Regions from separate parts of the Bombyx mori genome. Here region 1 is linked to region 2. The links are chromatin contacts, called in public Hi-C maps. All regions are on one chromosome and are shown on one strand. Each heading gives the region's core, a stretch centred on a gene start, on an enhancer-like site or on the middle of the called end of the contact. The rest is flanking DNA. Distances are from core to core; before and after follow the strand shown. Region 1 overlaps LOC101744982 (importin-11). Region 2 overlaps LOC101739542 (E3 ubiquitin-protein ligase RNF126).

What was found. Hi-C and Micro-C count contacts between places; a contact is called where the count stands out from the background.
Region 1: a Hi-C map of middle silk gland shows a contact between it and region 2, with 1.9 times the contacts expected there. The contact joins two enhancer-like sites.

Annotation. Positions count from the first base shown.
Region 1 is chr21:2,276,862-2,280,284 of ASM3026992v2, forward strand. LOC101744982 (importin-11) reads left to right here. Exons shown (of 17, transcript XM_021347628.3): 10 at 83-291; 11 at 1,443-1,646; 12 at 2,427-2,619; 13 at 3,029-3,281. Among protein-coding and RNA genes, the nearest start is that of LOC101744982, 8.7 kb to the left of the region's middle. Within about 2 kb of position 2,105, at least 7 of the 8 cell types and tissues checked have open chromatin away from gene starts, as enhancers often do.
Region 2 is chr21:1,843,435-1,846,620 of ASM3026992v2, forward strand. LOC101739542 (E3 ubiquitin-protein ligase RNF126) reads left to right here. Exons shown (of 7, transcript XM_038018525.2): 6 at 232-507; 7 at 960-2,489. The coding sequence ends at 1,114. Among protein-coding and RNA genes, the nearest start is that of LOC101739542, 6.8 kb to the left of the region's middle. Within about 2 kb of position 1,262, at least 5 of the 8 cell types and tissues checked have open chromatin away from gene starts, as enhancers often do.

The sequences.
Region 1 (3,423 bases), core at 855-3,354, 430 kb after region 2:
AAGATCCGGCGAGAAACTCAGTGGGCTGGTTTTAGACCCGGCAGTTTGCAAGCTGTTTATTGTGCGTGCACGTCCATCGCAGGTCAGTGGTGCGGCGTGCGCGCGTCCCAGTGCCTGCGGCCCGCGATGTACGAGGCGCTGCTGGCGCCGCTCGCGAGCCGCGACGAGGACGCCGCCGTCAAGCTCGCCGCGGCCGAGGCCCTCCGGAGCACCATAGACGACTTCAACTTTGACGTGGAGCAGTTCGCGCCCTACGCGCCCCACGCTATTGCCGCGCTTTACGAGCTCCTGGTATGTTTTGAAATTATTAATTGTATGAAATTATTAGAGATGAAACGGATATCCGGTAACTATCCGGTATCCGGCCTATCCGGCCATGTTTTCACTATCCGGCTGGATACCGGATAGTAAATCTGTATACTGCCGGATTTCGTATAGTAAAATAAAAAATATATATTCATGGTTAAACAAAAGGCAAATAATACCACAATAGGTTATGGACAACTTTTGTTTTCATAAGCGCACGTCAAAAGTGATTGTTTGATTAATTCGTTTGTTTAATACCTTCGATCAATAATATTATGATCGAAGTTTAATACTCAAAATTAAACAGTGGCAAATTGTGGTGAATGCGACAACACCCGAACGCGCACGAATATTTCTGAAAGGGCCGAATATCCGGCGCTCCGGCCTCGCAGCTTGCCGAATATTCGGTATTCGGTATTCGGCTAAACCACTATCCGTTTCATCTCTAGAAATTATGCATGGTATCAGTAGTTATAAATATTTTATGAACAGATATGAGTAGAAGGGTTATTAAGATAATATCCTGAAAAGCACCCCACGCTTTTTTTTTTTTACAATAAAAGAATTTTTTCTTACCCTATTTTTAATTCAAATTTATTAAAATTTATTTTCTATTTTTCAGTTGGATTTTCTATAAAAGCGTATTTTGTTAGTTTTTTAAACTATTATTTATTTTTCATTTTTTTTATATTGAATTGTCATTTTTCCTTAATAAGTATCCCAAATTTCGAGTTAATCCGACGTTTTGAAGGGGGTCAAAATCATGTTTAAAGATTCTGTTACATACTAACATACATACGTCTGAAGCTAATAAAAGTGTACCTATTGAAAAAAGTTACTTTGCAAGCAATTCTTATCAAAGTTAGAGCCGATCTTCTTCTTCTTTGTCATTTCCTCATTACTGAAGGTAGTGACCACCTTGGTCCAGTTTTTGCTCTAGCTTCCTCCAAGTTGCCTGCATTCGGCCTGCTTAATGGCGCCCGGGACGCTGGTGTTTGTGGCCTCCTTGACCATGTCCGTCCACCTGGTTGGCAATCTTCCTCGACTTCTCTTTCCTTCCACGTGAAAAAAAGAAAGATTAGAATTAAAGTTAAATAGAGAATTCCACTACAATACACCGCGCGGCGCGTGTGCAGGTGGAGTCGGAGGAGTGCGACACCAAGATGCACGTGCTGCACGTGGTGTCGTGCGTGACGGAGCGCTGCGGGGCGGGCGTGGCGCGGGGCGGGGGCGCGGGGTCGCTCACCGCCTACCTGCCGCAGCTGTGGCACCACGCCGCCGCGCACCAGCACAACATGCTGCGGGCCGCCGCACTGTCCGCCCTCGTGCACCTGCTCAAGGTACGTCCCCTCTACCGTCGGCTAAAATTATCCTTACTACTATATTTGACGAATCATTTGCATCTTTGTATTTTACGGTAGGCAGCGACTTGGCTCTGCCCCTGGAATTGCTGAAGTCCATGGGCGACGGTAACCACTCACCATCAGGTGGGCCGTATGCTCGTCTGCCTACAAAGGCAATAAAAAAAATTTAAAATGTGATCTTGAACAATTTTCATAAAAAAATAATATATGTGTGCAATTCAGTAGAAATGAAACCTTCAAAAATTAAAATACATTTGTCCTAAATTCTTTGAAGTATTCTTTGAAGGAGACGATTATATTCAAATAAATCTGTATTGACATATCAATAAAATTTTTTTGTCCAAATGTACAGATTGCCACCTTTGATAATAGACGACTCGTATATCAGTATAGATTATAAATAATATTTTTTAGTATGAGGTAGCGCCCTCTGTGAATTTATTTTTTAACTTCACGTATAGTCCTAAATTAAAATTCACTACAAGAGGTTTCATACACACGTTAGTATTAAAAAAATCTCATAGATGGCGCTGTATTAAAAAAACTATGGATTTATTTTTTCGTTTCATCGAGTTTGAAATCGCAACGATTCTAAAGAACTTAAAAAATTCAACTTGACGCGTGAGATTGAGTGAGTTAAGTTGAAGTTACTCGTGGCCCTTACTGCTGCTGCACAAAAAAGGCACATCCAGTTTCCTACTTGCCTAAAGCGGCCTCGGTAACTTAGTGTTTACTTAAAAATATGTTATTGTCCAGGCGCTGGGCGATTGCACACTGACCATTAGACCGTGGATCCTGAGCGTCGTCAACGAGTCCACGCGGCTGTCGGAGCCGGCGCACGTGTACTTGTTGGAGGACGCCCTGGAACTGTGGCTCGCCGTGCTGGAGACGTCCACCAGCGCCGACCCCGCCACGATACAGCTCGCCGAGAACTTGTACCCCATCATAGGTACGTGGTCATGCCGACGGACTGCTCCCACCAAGAGGACCCCATCTGCTGTCCATTTTAACCTGTGACGTCGAGATACATGGTGGTAGGACCTCTTGTGAGTCCCCACGGGTAGGTACTACCACCCTGCCTATTTCTGCCGTGAAGCAGTAATACGTTTCGGTTTGAAAGGTGGGGCAGCCGTTGTAACTATACTGAGACCTTAGAACTCATATCTCAAGAGGGGTTGTGAGCTCGTCCACTCAACTATGCAATGAGCTCACCTACTAGTTAAGGTGAAATAGCCTTCCAAGGCTATCAGGAAGGAAAAAAAACCGATGTTTGTTAACAAAGTTACTACATACAAGGTTAAGTTGTAGGATGCCGTCGTACAATTGTGCCCCAGCCAGTCCGATGTCCGTCGTTACAGAGCAATCGACGGAGCACCACCGCATCGTGGTGTACATAATGCAGGCGTACTCGCTGCTGTGCCCCGAGGAGTTCCTGCTGGGCGCCGGCGGCCGCTGCCTGTCGCTGCTGGACGACATGATGGCCGACATGAGGTCCGACGGCGTGCTCTCCGTGCTCAAGATGGCCGAGATATGCCTCAGCGTCACGCTACCGGAGAGGAACACGTTCCTCGGGGTCAAGGTCGTCTGGCCCATACTCATCAGAGTCATTCAGTGAGTTTTATTTATTTATTGCTTAAATGGTTACTGGAGCCCTTAGATATCTACAACGTAAATGCGCCACCCACCTTGAGATATAAGTTCTAAGGTCTCAGTATAGTTACAATGGCTGCCCCACCCTTCAAACCGAAACGCA
Region 2 (3,186 bases), core at 12-2,511:
AATAACCTACTGAACTGATTATTACCATCATGAATATATGAATATATTTTTATCAATTTACATAATTAAGAGTGAAACTTTTACAATTTTTGTAGTAAGGCATAAAATGTTTTTTACTTAATATTACTTATGATTTAGGAATGAATTAGGATTAATAGCTTTGCCATTTGTAACAACTATCAACAGTGACTAATCAAGATAAGTTAACAAAATATGTAATTCACATTTCAGGCGAGACAGTATCGCGGTTAGAATGTGAGCATCTGTTCCACTCGTCGTGTATCTCCCCGTGGCTGCAGCTACACGCCACCTGTCCCATCTGTCGGCGCTCGCTGCTCCCAGCAGATCCTCCGCCTGCCGATACTGAAGCCATCACCAATACCACAAGCACCACCACAGACACCACAGCCACCGCCACGACCCAGCAACCGCCGCTACCGCCCACGCAACCGCCCACGTCTACGGCCAGTAGTACTCCGTCAATAGCTTCAATCAATGCTCGGTCTGGTGTGTATCATCTTCCTGATTATAATTCGCAACATAAATGTTACGAACATAAAACTATTATGCAAAAACCAAATAGGATTTGCATTAGAAAAAAATAAAAACTATTTACTCTCTAAAAATAAATAAAAACTATTTGCGGTAGGCAGCGGCTTGGCTCTGCCCCTGGCATTGCTGAAGTCCATGGGTGACGGTAACCACTCACCATCAGGTGGGCCGTATGCTCGTCTGCCTACAAGGGCAATAAAAAAAACCTTTTTTAAAACTACAATTTTATACTTATTAACAGAATGGTGATAGAGCATTTTTCATGACAAATCTAAATACTTTAAATAGCTACAAATTTTTGATTACTATTCAGTTTAATTTCAAACATTTGATTATTAAACAATCCCCTATCTATACTTACAATATTCATAGTGTAAAATATTATATAATATATTTGATGGTTCTAGGTTTCGCGGCGGCGCTGCAGCAGATGATGCAGGCGACGGGCGCGCACGTGACGCTCTCGGGCTTCGACTCGGGCTCGTCGGGCTCCGGCTGGCCCGACACCTCGTCGTCGTCGCTCGGCTCGGACCGGTACAACATGGACATCGACTACGACTAACTGCAGGCTCGGCCGTGGCGTCGTTCGTGCCGCAGAAGATATGTATTGTTATGATCGAAAACGACGCGATTGTCACGTGAACTGTCGATGCCGATGCGGCGAACGCGATGAGACGTACTGTGCGCGAGTGTGAGTCGGTGTGAACTAGTCGTTGAGTGCTCATGGTGACGCCGAGCTGATCTCTAGTGTTTGCCGTAGTGGATCCTGTGAATGTTGGGAATCGTGCCTTTCATCTGTGACGTTATTGACACTACTATATGTGTGGCGTAGTGTGGGACAACTCTCGGTGTGAAAATCTCACAGTGCACATAACTAATGAGTTTATAACTTGTGTCGATTTGATACAGGTTTGTTGAAATCGACATTTTGAGGTTTTCCACGTCAGTCAATTGTGATTATCGAAATTGTGTCAATAAAAATGTTATAAATAGAATAGTTAATGAAATTGTTATACTATATTAAATGTAACTAGTTTAATGTAATGTAATAGTTGGGGTTGAATATAACTGACGTGGACTTGTTGTGTTAAGATTGTGTGCTAAATATTTTTTTATGACTGTGACAGATCTAAACGATCTATATCTTGTATAGTGAATTAATGTTAATGTTTTACTGGTGGTAGTGCGTAATGTAAGCCCGCCTGGGCTGATATTACTGATCTGCCTAATTCTGCTGTGAAGCAGTAATGTATTCCGATTTGAAGGTTTGAGAAAGTGTTATGCAGCACAATTGAGAATTAGACCTCATATCTAAAGTTGGTTGGCGGCGTTTACGTTGTAATATCTATGGCTTCTGGTAACCACTTACCATCAGGTGGGTCCTGAGCTTGTCACCCGTGTAAGCTAATAAATAAAAATTGTGAGATTTTCAAGCTGAGCTTAAATTATTGAATTGTTTGTGATTTCGTAAACACGCGTTTCACGTAATAAATAAAATTGTATGTAGAAGAGTCATGGTTCAATTGTTTTTATTTTTAGTAATCTTTTTGTCATGTAAATTATGTAAATATGCATCGTAAGTTAGGGCCTTTAATGCTGAAGTAACATGGATTGTAAATGTATTAAAGAAACGGTTGAAACTTTGACTCTAGTATATAATTTTTGTTTGTGTTTTGTAAAGTATTGTTATTATGGATTGTGTAAAATAAATAAATAAATATTAATACATAAAATTTTAAAATATCTGAACATTAAGCGTTAGCTTTATGAAAATTTTAATGATTATTTTAATTTCTCTAATACATGGTTATGTAAATATTTTATTTTTTGAAATGCGGTTTGAGAACACCATCGTAATGAAGTATTGATGCGTACAAAAAGCAATAATCATATTTGTAATAATAAAATGAAACAAAATACAAAATTTATTAATTGAATTTTGCTGTTTATTATTTAATAACATATACATTAACTGATACCTCAGCTCTGCAGAGTAACAAGTATCTTAAACAGTTAGTTATACAGCAATTAACATAAATATGGGATATTATTCATTATAAGAGAAACTAGACTTTAAAAGAAAGGTTCTACGTTGCGGCTGTCATCAATGAAAAAAAATTAAATGAATGATTTAAAAAGACAATATTTTTGTAAAATTAATATTAAGTGAAATGAAATATTGAAATTAAAATTGAAATACATTGTAACATTGAAATGCACAGATCAAACTACCATGCTATTTAATTTCCTAACTGCGACAAGAACATATTTTTTTGAATTGTCACACTTCAGAACTGAGGCCTATCGATCGATACTATTAATCCAACAATCAAATTACGTATGTGATGTTGTTTGAGTGCTCGCAGTCCGGAGTCTGTCAGCTGCCTATTAACATTGTTTATGGTACTTTAGATACCCTTTCCTTTCCTAATAAGGAAACATTGTACAAAAAAAAATGTTTATGGTACGGGCGATGGTTGTGTTTGAATCTGCCGGCTGGACCGTCTTTCGTGTCAATACCAATAAAGAAGACAGTTTGTCATCTTCCCACCCAGTCTGATCTCCATTGATGATGTTAAAAAACGGCTATAACCACTATCAAAGACTACTTGTTTGATAGCAGTTCGAACAGTG